Linked DNA regions of Sus scrofa: region 2 is linked to region 1. A link is a contact called in public Hi-C data. All regions are on one chromosome and are shown on one strand. The core of a region is the stretch at or near the end of the contact, and the rest is flanking DNA. Distances in the headings are between cores, read along the strand shown.

The links. Hi-C and Micro-C count contacts between places; a contact is called where the count stands out from the background.
Region 2: a contact with region 1 is called in a Hi-C map of fetal heart ventricle, with 2.4 times the contacts expected there. The contact joins the promoter of LNPK here to the enhancer-like site in region 1. A contact is called at or near these places in 4 of 47 Hi-C or Micro-C datasets (embryonic fibroblasts, fetal heart ventricle, fetal skeletal muscle and 1 more) and 1 of 2 datasets of contacts at active chromatin or transcription factors (skeletal muscle).

What each region holds. Positions count from the first base shown.
Region 1 is chr15:81,510,059-81,514,741 of Sscrofa11.1, reverse strand. No RefSeq gene overlaps it. Among named protein-coding and RNA genes, the nearest start is that of LNPK, 290 kb to the left of the region's middle. Within about 2 kb of position 1,686, at least 1 of the 83 cell types and tissues checked has an H3K27ac peak or open chromatin away from gene starts, as enhancers often do.
Region 2 is chr15:81,804,003-81,808,497 of Sscrofa11.1, reverse strand. It overlaps LNPK (protein lunapark), which reads left to right and starts at 2,836. Exons shown (of 13, transcript NM_001244263.1): 1 at 2,836-2,941. It overlaps LOC102158914 (a long non-coding RNA gene), which reads right to left and starts at 3,591. Exons shown (of 2, transcript XR_002339478.1): 1 at 3,367-3,591; 2 at 1,909-2,558.

The DNA.
Region 1 (4,683 bases), core at 437-2,936:
GGCCAGTTTTTCTGGCTACTAAATTTCCTCTTCCGGAGTGCAAGAAAAAATCCACAATTACCAGCAAGAATCCTAGGAAAGTAAAAATAAATTGATGGAGATAATCTAGACATAGGTTTAAACATGGATTGGGGAGGGCATGCTATTGATTAGACTGTTACACTTCCTGAAGAGCTGCTTACTTTTATATAGTTTCATAAACTGAACCCAAGCCAGGCCAAATCACACTACCCTTGACCCAACCTGCCCTGTTTCAGTGGTTGGAAAGCTAAGTCAGGGATGCATAGCAGAGTTTTTAAGCAAGTGGACTCTGTTAGGAAAACACTTGGGTTGGAATCTTGGCTTCACTCTTACCTATATCTTCCCAACTTTGGGCAAGTTGCTTAAGCTTTCAAAACCTTGGTTATCGCATTTGAAATAAAAATAATGCCTGCTTCATATGTTTAATTGAGATAATTTATGCGATATACTTAGTAAAGTGCTTGCCACATAATAACAGCTAGTACTTTTGTGCTCTGTCTTAAGAGCTTTCCTTGCATTTACTCCTCCTAATAACCCTATGGGGGAAAATACTACAATTATTACCATTTTACAGGTGAGCAGACTTAGGGCCAGAGGAGTTGAGCAATTTCTCCAAGACCATAGAGCTACTTATATTGTAAAGTCACAATTCAAACCCATACCCAGAGTCCATGCTCTTATCCTCTGTATTATGCTGCCTCTTCATAAGAACTCAGAAATGTTATACATTACTTATATTTTTACTAAAAGGAAGAAGTTAAGAATTTAATTCGGGAATGTTAATAACATAGCTTTAAGTTGGGGATATTAGGGGATGAGAACTTGGAAAACTTTGGCTCATCAGTACCTATTGAGTTAGTAAATGAATGAATAAATGAATTAATGTGTGGATGAAAACAAATCTTGCATGATCTGAAGTGGGGGATGTGTCTCAAATCCAGACTCTGGAAATTAGCATCAGTTGGAGGACGTGGACATTATACCACCGTGGCATCACATTGAGCATAAAATGACAGTTCTGATGCACTAGTTTTATTTGAGTCAAGGGAACCTCGCCACCGAGTCTCAGACTTCCAATGGAGGAAGGCTGCCACCCCTTGAGAAGCACTCAGTGTGATGGTCCCATGTCAGGAATGTGTGTGGAAAGATGGTTTGCCCGAATACAGCGCTGGTCCATACAAAACATATTTTTATCTGACTTTCTAAAGCTACATTTGGTGTTCCATTAGCAGTGTGTAGGAGGCCCGAGTGTCCTCTGCATTACACTAATTGTTTAAGCATGACAGGTTATTGCTTCAGCCAGAGGGTAACGTAGATCAGGGGGAAAAAGTAGGGCACAAACACAATTTTCTAGTTTTTGAGAAGCAATTATAAATAGATGAGAGACCGTAAGAATATTACACATAGGATGGCTTATCAGTAACACTAAAAAGGCGATTGGAGCCTGTGCAGCCAAGAGCAGGAGTGTTTCAAAGCTGACAAGTCTACAGCAATGATTTAAAAATAGCAATGGTAATTCTGCAGCAAAACAGAACAATGAAACCAAGAGTTGCAGTGCTCAAAAAAGACATTGGCCCAACACAATGCTCTTTCATTGGGTAAGCTATTTTCATAGCAAACCCAAATTTCAAAATGTCAGCCTGATAAATAGGGGAGATCTGAAAGGATAAAGTCAAGGTGTTTTGCTTTAATACTTAAACAAAAAAAGAAACTTACCCTTATTTCTAACAATCTTTTAGAGCTTTAAGGAAAGAGGATATTGTACTTTGAAAAGAGATCTCGTTATATCTTGTCTAGAAGGTATTTTAATATATGTAGGCATTAAGTAGGTTTACACCATATTATGAAGCTCATTTTTTCTCTATAATAGAATATATATGTGTGTGTGTATATATATATATATATATATATATATATACACACATTAATTCTCTATAACAGAATGGATATTGGTTAGAATTCAATAACCATGAAGTGGTATAAAAGTTTAAAATATAGGAGTTCCCGTCGTGGCGCAGTGGTTAACGAATCCGACTAGGAACCATGAGGTTGCGGGTTCGATCCCTGCCTTGCTCAGTGGGTTAACGATCCAGCGTTGCCATGAGCTGTGGTGTAGGTTGCAGACGCGGCTCGGATCCCGCGTTGCTGTGGCTCTGGTGTAGGCCGGTGGCTACAGCTCCGATTCAACCCCTAGCCTGGGAACCTCCATATGCCGCGGGAGCGGCCCAAGAAATAGCAACAACAACAACAACAAAAGACAAAAGACAAAAAAAAAAAATATATATATATATATATAATGTCTTATTCTAATCTCCTTTTTCTTCTGAATAAAAGTATTATCTTGGTATCATAAGATTAGATTGGGTCAACCAGCATCTGGTATAATATAGTTTATACTAACCTGTCAGTGTGGCTGTGAGTTCTAGTGAGAGCCGTCTCTTCTTATTGGCTGGTAGATCTTGGACAATACTTATCATCTCTGAGGTTCCCTTTTCTCATTTCTAAAATGACAGTAAAATAGCCCTACTACATGGGTAATTTTGAGTCCTAAGTTAATGAATGCAAAGTACTTAGTGTGAGCTAAATAAATAGTAGCTGCCATTATGGTTATTTTACTGCTACTGCCTGTAATCTTTAGGCAAGCTGTGTGATACTTGGCAAGTCTCCTAATTTTATGGCTCGTGAATTCTTCCAGGGATTGAGATAGGTAGCTTTGAGGTCCCTTGGAAAGAAAAAAAGTTTATATATATATATATGTGTATATATATATAATATATATATATATATAAACTTATTTCATTCTTCATAGAAACCACTGAGTAGTTTAAAGCAGGGGTCCAAGCAAGGTTTTCCAAGAACAATTTCATCCCAATTTTTCCTCCTTCTAGGTGGAGTTCCTCTTAAAACAAACTCCATATCTGAGATTAGAAATGATACTGTAACTGTTTTCAAGGACTAGGCATCTTGTCACAGCTAGCAAGAGCATTTTGACTTTATGGGCCAGCTCTGTCTTGAGGGTATGTTCATATTTACTAATCATTTAAGAATAAAGGAAAGATGCCTTAGGTACTGTCTTGTTCTGCCCTAAACCCCAGCTGAAAACACACCTAAAATTAAACAGGACCCAGAGAGAGAGTGCAGTCCTATCTCCATCTCCTTAGCATTGCTATTTGCGCTGCGATGGCAGAGAGAAAAGCCATCCAAAAAGTTCCAAGTGAATTAGAAAGTGGCGCAGCTGCAAGAGTCCAGGGCTGATTTCAGACCATATTTTGATATTGATTATGCCTGCCTTTGCTATCGAGTGTCATTCCAGTCAATGGATGACAAGAGGGAGTTTAAGGGAGCACAGAAATAAAATGATACACAGAATCACAAAGACAGTAGTGAAAGGAAATGCTTAGGAAAAGCAAAGCTAGTTTGGGGCACTTGGGTTGAAGGGCCAGGGTGGAACCCCTATCAAGTAGAGTAACAGGAATACCAGGCCATTACCCCCACCAAATCCTGCAGTTGTCATAGAAAACCTCACATTGATTTCCTGTTTTCCATCTTCCCATTCTCATGTATGTAGAGATAATATTAATTATATTTGGAAATTGTTTTGTTTTAGGATCTTTAAAGAAATTTCATGAAGACATGGAAGACAGAGAATTAAGCACTCATTCATGATAAAAATCATGGATAACTTTTTTTTTGGTCTTTTTCTAGGGCCGCATCTGTGGCATATGGAGGTTCCCAGGCTAGGGGTCTAATCAGAGCTGAAGCTGCCAGCCTACACCATAGCCACAGCAATGGCCAGATCCGAGCCGAATCTGTGACCTACACCACAGTTCACTGCAACGCCATTTCCTTAATCCACTGAGCAAGGCCAGGGATCAAACCCGCAACCTCATGGTTCCTAGTCGGATTTGTTAACCACTGAGCCACGACGGAACTCCATGGATAACTTTTTTATACTGCTTAATTTTTTACAATGCATTTTAACGTGTTTTACCTCTATGGGCCCTTGCAAATATGCTATGATAGTGTTACCTCTATAAGTTGGCTACGTTAGGCTGCAAGTAACAGAAAACTCAACTCAAAATATCTTTAACAGCAAGTAAATGCATTCTTTTAGGTCAGAGCTGTGGACATACTTCAGGCTTAGTTGATTTAGTAGCTCAACATTGTCATCAAGACTCTCAGTTATTTCTAGAAAAATGGTGATCTTGGTGTTGCCTACATGGTAGGGAGATGGCTATAGTAGTTTTAGGCATCATAGCAAAGTCCAAATATTTTTGAAGAAAATGAAAAGTCCCCCCACCCCCACCCCCACCACCCCATGACTCTCTTTCTTAGGAGTGAGAATTTTTTCCCCCAAAACTCCTCCTGCAGACTTCCTTCATGCCTCAATAACCAGAGTTGAGATGCAGGCACTTCTTCAACTGATCATTGGCAAGAGGAATGAGATTACTTTTAGACCAATCAGGTCTATTTCTGGGGCTAGGGTTAGGGTGCCCTGAGACACTTGGCTGCATGGAAGAGAGATGGAGGGTTCCAGAACAGAATGAGCCATATGTTAAAAAGGAAGAAGTGGGGGAACAGATGCAGTGTAGTGTCTACGACACCAGATCCGTATATAGAGACTGAAACTCAGAATGGTAAAGGGATTGCTAGGAAACGACA
Region 2 (4,495 bases), core at 1,587-4,086, 290 kb before region 1:
GGGTTCAATTAGAGCTGCAGCTGCCAGCCTACACCACAGCCACAGGAACTCAGGATCCTAGCCATATTTGCCCACATCCTCATGGATACTAGTCAGTTTTGTTAACTGCTGAGCCACAATGGGAACTCCTGAGGTCCTGCCACTTCTGGCTTCTTCCTCTCCTTCAATCCCCATTCATTCCACTCCACCATATCTAAATTAATTCCTAAGACCTCCCATTTTACTTCCTAAATTGTTCCATTTTCCCTTGTGCCCATCCCAGTCCACTTGAGCCACTTACCACCAACACCAACCATGACCCATAGATCCTAACTGATCCAAGGCTGGCCCTGTTCAGGTTCCTAACTGCAACTGGAATGATCTTTTCAAAACACAGATCTGATCAGGTCAAATCCCTTCCCCCAAACTTCTCTCAAGAAAAAGATGAAGGTTCTCAGTATGGCCAATCAAGTCCTGCTTAGTCTGTTCTTTAGCTAACTATTCTCTAGCCACAGTGGCCTCCTTTGAGTCTGAAGCTTGCACTCTTTCCTCCTGAAAAAAGGCCTTTGTGCATGTTCCCTCTGTTTTCTCTTCTCCTTTCTTTAGATTCTCATCCTTTAGACCTCTATTCCAGTGGGACCTCCTCAAGGATGGCTCACCTTTTCTGACAAGATCAGTGAATGACCCTAATGTAAGCTCTCATAGTACCTATCTCTTGCAATTTTCATTTATCTAATGTGACTCACTTATTTGTTGGATTAGACCTTTTCAAATTCCTTTTCCCAGAATAGTTTCCTTGCTCATCTTCTTTGTTCTTTAGATTTCACTTCCTGAACCTATCCCAGAACTATTTAGGATTAATAGGGGATAACTCTACAATATTGGGACTCAGTTAAAGCATCACCTTCATTGGCTTTCCCACATCCCTTCTGGATGCGTATCATTAACATTAGCCTGTACTACAACATTTATTTACCTTATATTGCATTTTTTGTTTTCTTGCAGGTTTCTCTCAGTAGTGTCAGCTGCTTTAGGACAATTGTTTCATTTATCTCTGTATCCTTAGCATTTAACACAGGGTCTTATCCTCAATAAATATTTGGAATGACCCTTATGGTGCACATGCTTATTTCTGTTTCTAATGTCTCTTCTCACTGTATCTGACAAAGTCTTATCATTTAATATAAAGGAAGAAGTATTATAGTATTACCTTCAACAATATATTGTATAATTTTTCTACTTTTCAGTTGATTCAATTGAAAACTGACACCTTAAAAGGTTGTTGGGAGGACTAAGAGAGTTGATGATTCCATTATTTCTCCCCTTGTCAATCAAAACTTCTCATCTTCTAGATCAATTACCTAGGGAATTTTTGTCTCAGGAATAGGTTTTTTGGAATCTATTGCACCCAGCTAGCTCTTCTCCCCTTCTATTTTTGTCCCATTTACATTAGATCTTGACAGTTCAATTAAAACTACAAAACAAATTATTAGCGAGTAGAAAATAATTCCTTATTCTCTTAGGAAGAGATCATCCTGAGGTGGGGAGATGTATTTGCATAACTGCACAGGCCTTTTTTTAAACAAACAAAACTTTGAATTGCAAAGGATGAAAAACAAAATGGTTAAATTTTCATGCCAAAATAGATAAAATGTTTTCTTCTCATTTTCTTTTAGATTTGTAAAGTGACCCAGATTACACAAGAAGAAACTTTGGTTCCCTTCCCCTCACATTTACAAGGCTGGAACTAAAGATTTTAGCAGTTAAGGAACTCCACAGTGAGTCATCTGATAGCTTCCAGTATAATAAATTATTCTTACCAAGTAGATACTATGCTCACTTTCTTTTACTTAACCTGTTTGGTGTCAAGGTTTAAACATAGCATATTAAAATGATTATACTCTTTAAAAATAATGGACACTTTAAAAATTATTTTAAAATGTGTATGTAACTAAATAGAAAAATCCCATGAAAAATATCTGTACACAGGGGTTAAACATGACAAAAGCTTTTGCTGAAGTTTCTCTACGCCCACACAACTTAGTGCGGTTCAAGTACCATTTGTTATTTAGACCTGTCATTCCCAGTTGACTAGGAAATTTAATGCTTTTTAGCCACTGTTTTAAAACTGAGGCAAATAAAACCTGGGTGGTTTATTTGCGGGCCTAGTACCAGCACCTGTGACAGGAGTGTTCTTGGCTAAGAGTTTTAAGATAGAAAAATCAGCTTATGTTGTTATCCACAGGCTTTAAATCAATATCATTGTGCCTTTGACGCTAACCACACACTGGTGAGGTAAGCATCCAGTCACAAAAGACCCTTTTTGACGTCCAGAAGTCATAAAAGCCTCAAGCACTCCTGGAGTCTAGGCTGAATTTCTCCGCTGGCATGTTTGGGAACTGGTCTCTTCCAAGCTGTGTAGTATTAACTTGCTCTTCTGGCGGCTGGACGACAGCTGATTGGTGACTCTTCGGGGCGGACTCATCTCCACCCCCAAGCCCGCTCTTCTATCTCTCGGTCTAGGACCATCAGGACTAATTTTGGGGTTTTCTTTAGCCGGTGAGACTTGGCAGAACAGGCTGTAAAAGAAAACGAAGCAGAGGAGGAGCAAGAAGTAACCCCTTTGGTAAGAGTCATAATAAATGGCAATCCACCTCTGAGATGCGACGATGAGCACCCTACTTGGCCACGGAAACCACAGGGACAACTGCCCTGGGGCCAACTGTCCGCCGCGCCCCCAACTGCCCGCCCGGTCACGATCACGTGACGGGGGAGCGGCGCGCGCTGGCCGCGGCTCCGATTGGCCGGCGGCGGGAGCGCGGGGTTTGATGGGAAGGTGTTGGCCGGGCCTCCAGCTCTGTCAGGGGTGGCTGCTGCCTGCTCTGGAGGCGAGCTCCGTGGTGGCGGCCGAAGGTGGCAGAGGTGGACGCTAGCGCCGGGCTTTGCCCGCTTCTTGTTGAAGGTAGAGGGCTCAAAATGAAGGCCGGTGGGAGAGTTCGGCAGTGGGGAGGCGCTCTGAGCTTTTTCCTGGGAAATACTCTGCTGGTCCCCACGCTTGCTTCTCCCAGGCGCCTCCGCCCCACGCGGAGTGGCCTAGGAGCTCTGTGGCGGCGGCTAGTCGAACTCCTGCCCGGCTGCTCGTTCACCCAGTCTCGCCGCCGGATCCCCTTATTGTCCCAGCACAGTGGCAAGGGTGGCCCTGGAGTGCTGGAGACCCCTTTCTGTCTCCCAATGGGGAATTGGTTCCCCAGCCTTTTCTCGGAGATTTCGGGGTTGGGTGGGGCGGTGACTGGGACGAGCTGAGCATTGACTCTTTGGCCCACTTCTGTGTTTGAGAGAAAGGTCAGAAGGTTTTACACTAAGCTATTGCTTTGAGTGGGTTCTTACCCATGTGGTCTTTTTCTGAGTTGTGCGGCGGTGCCGAGAGTTGGAAAGATCGTGAGGGACCGAAAACTGTCAGTGTCATGCTGCTCGGCCCATCCTTGTGGGCGTGGATTGTGCGCTAGCTACTTAGAGAAGCCTCTGTACCTCTGTTGTCCTTATTTGAGCGACGGTGGGCGGTGTAAGGGGTGGAGGGAAGGGCGAGGTTTCGTGTGTGTCATGGACGAGGCAGAAGGGGAAGAACAAGAATTAAAACAACAGTAGTTTTAATTCTTGAACACTGCGTATGGGATTTGAGAGAGAGCTGGGATTAGCGAACTCAGTTTTGCTGATGGTGCTCTCACTGTACTAAGTAAAATCTGAGTCACAGAATTTTCCACGTTCCGCTTTTCCCAGTAGGCTTCTGTTTTGTGGCACCTAGTGTCGATTGTTTTCTCTTTTCCCTGTGGCCTGGGTGTCACCATTGGCAAAATTGTCGTCACAAAATTCAACAGCAGTTTGTATGGATGTGAGTAAGCTTGGTTTCAGGCATATGTTCAAACTGGCAGGGAATGCTAATCTCTTGTTCTCATCGACTCTCATATCTTCATTTTAGAACGAAGTCGATTTTGAACAATTTTCTCCTTTTTTTTGGAACACATTTTTTAAAAAACGAGTGACGCTTTTGAAATTAGAATTTCAAGTTTTCTCTGTCATCTACTGGGATCAGCCCAATGCTGTTAAAAACTTAGTGTTTATATATATTATTAACTTGAAAAAATGTAAGAAAAGGAAGAAATTATATGGCTTACTACAGGTATGATTTATTACAGAAATCTTTTAATCAAAGAGTCATTTTTTGTAGTATTTAATTCAGAATGAACATTGACTTACCATGAAGACTAGAACTTAATCATTATATAATAAAAGTGCTTTTAGAGCTGTATTTCTTTTCAGTGATTTTAGTTTTGAGTGATAAATGTGGTTTGGGATATTTCAGAATTGTCTTTCAGTTAGGATATTTGGAAGTTAGTGTTCTAGAATAGACACTTTTAATCTCAAGTTGAATAGTAAAATGCGTTGTAGTGGTGGTGTTGATGGTGACTGAATAGTTTCTACTTAAGTTTGGAACTTGATAAACATAAAAGTAAACTTC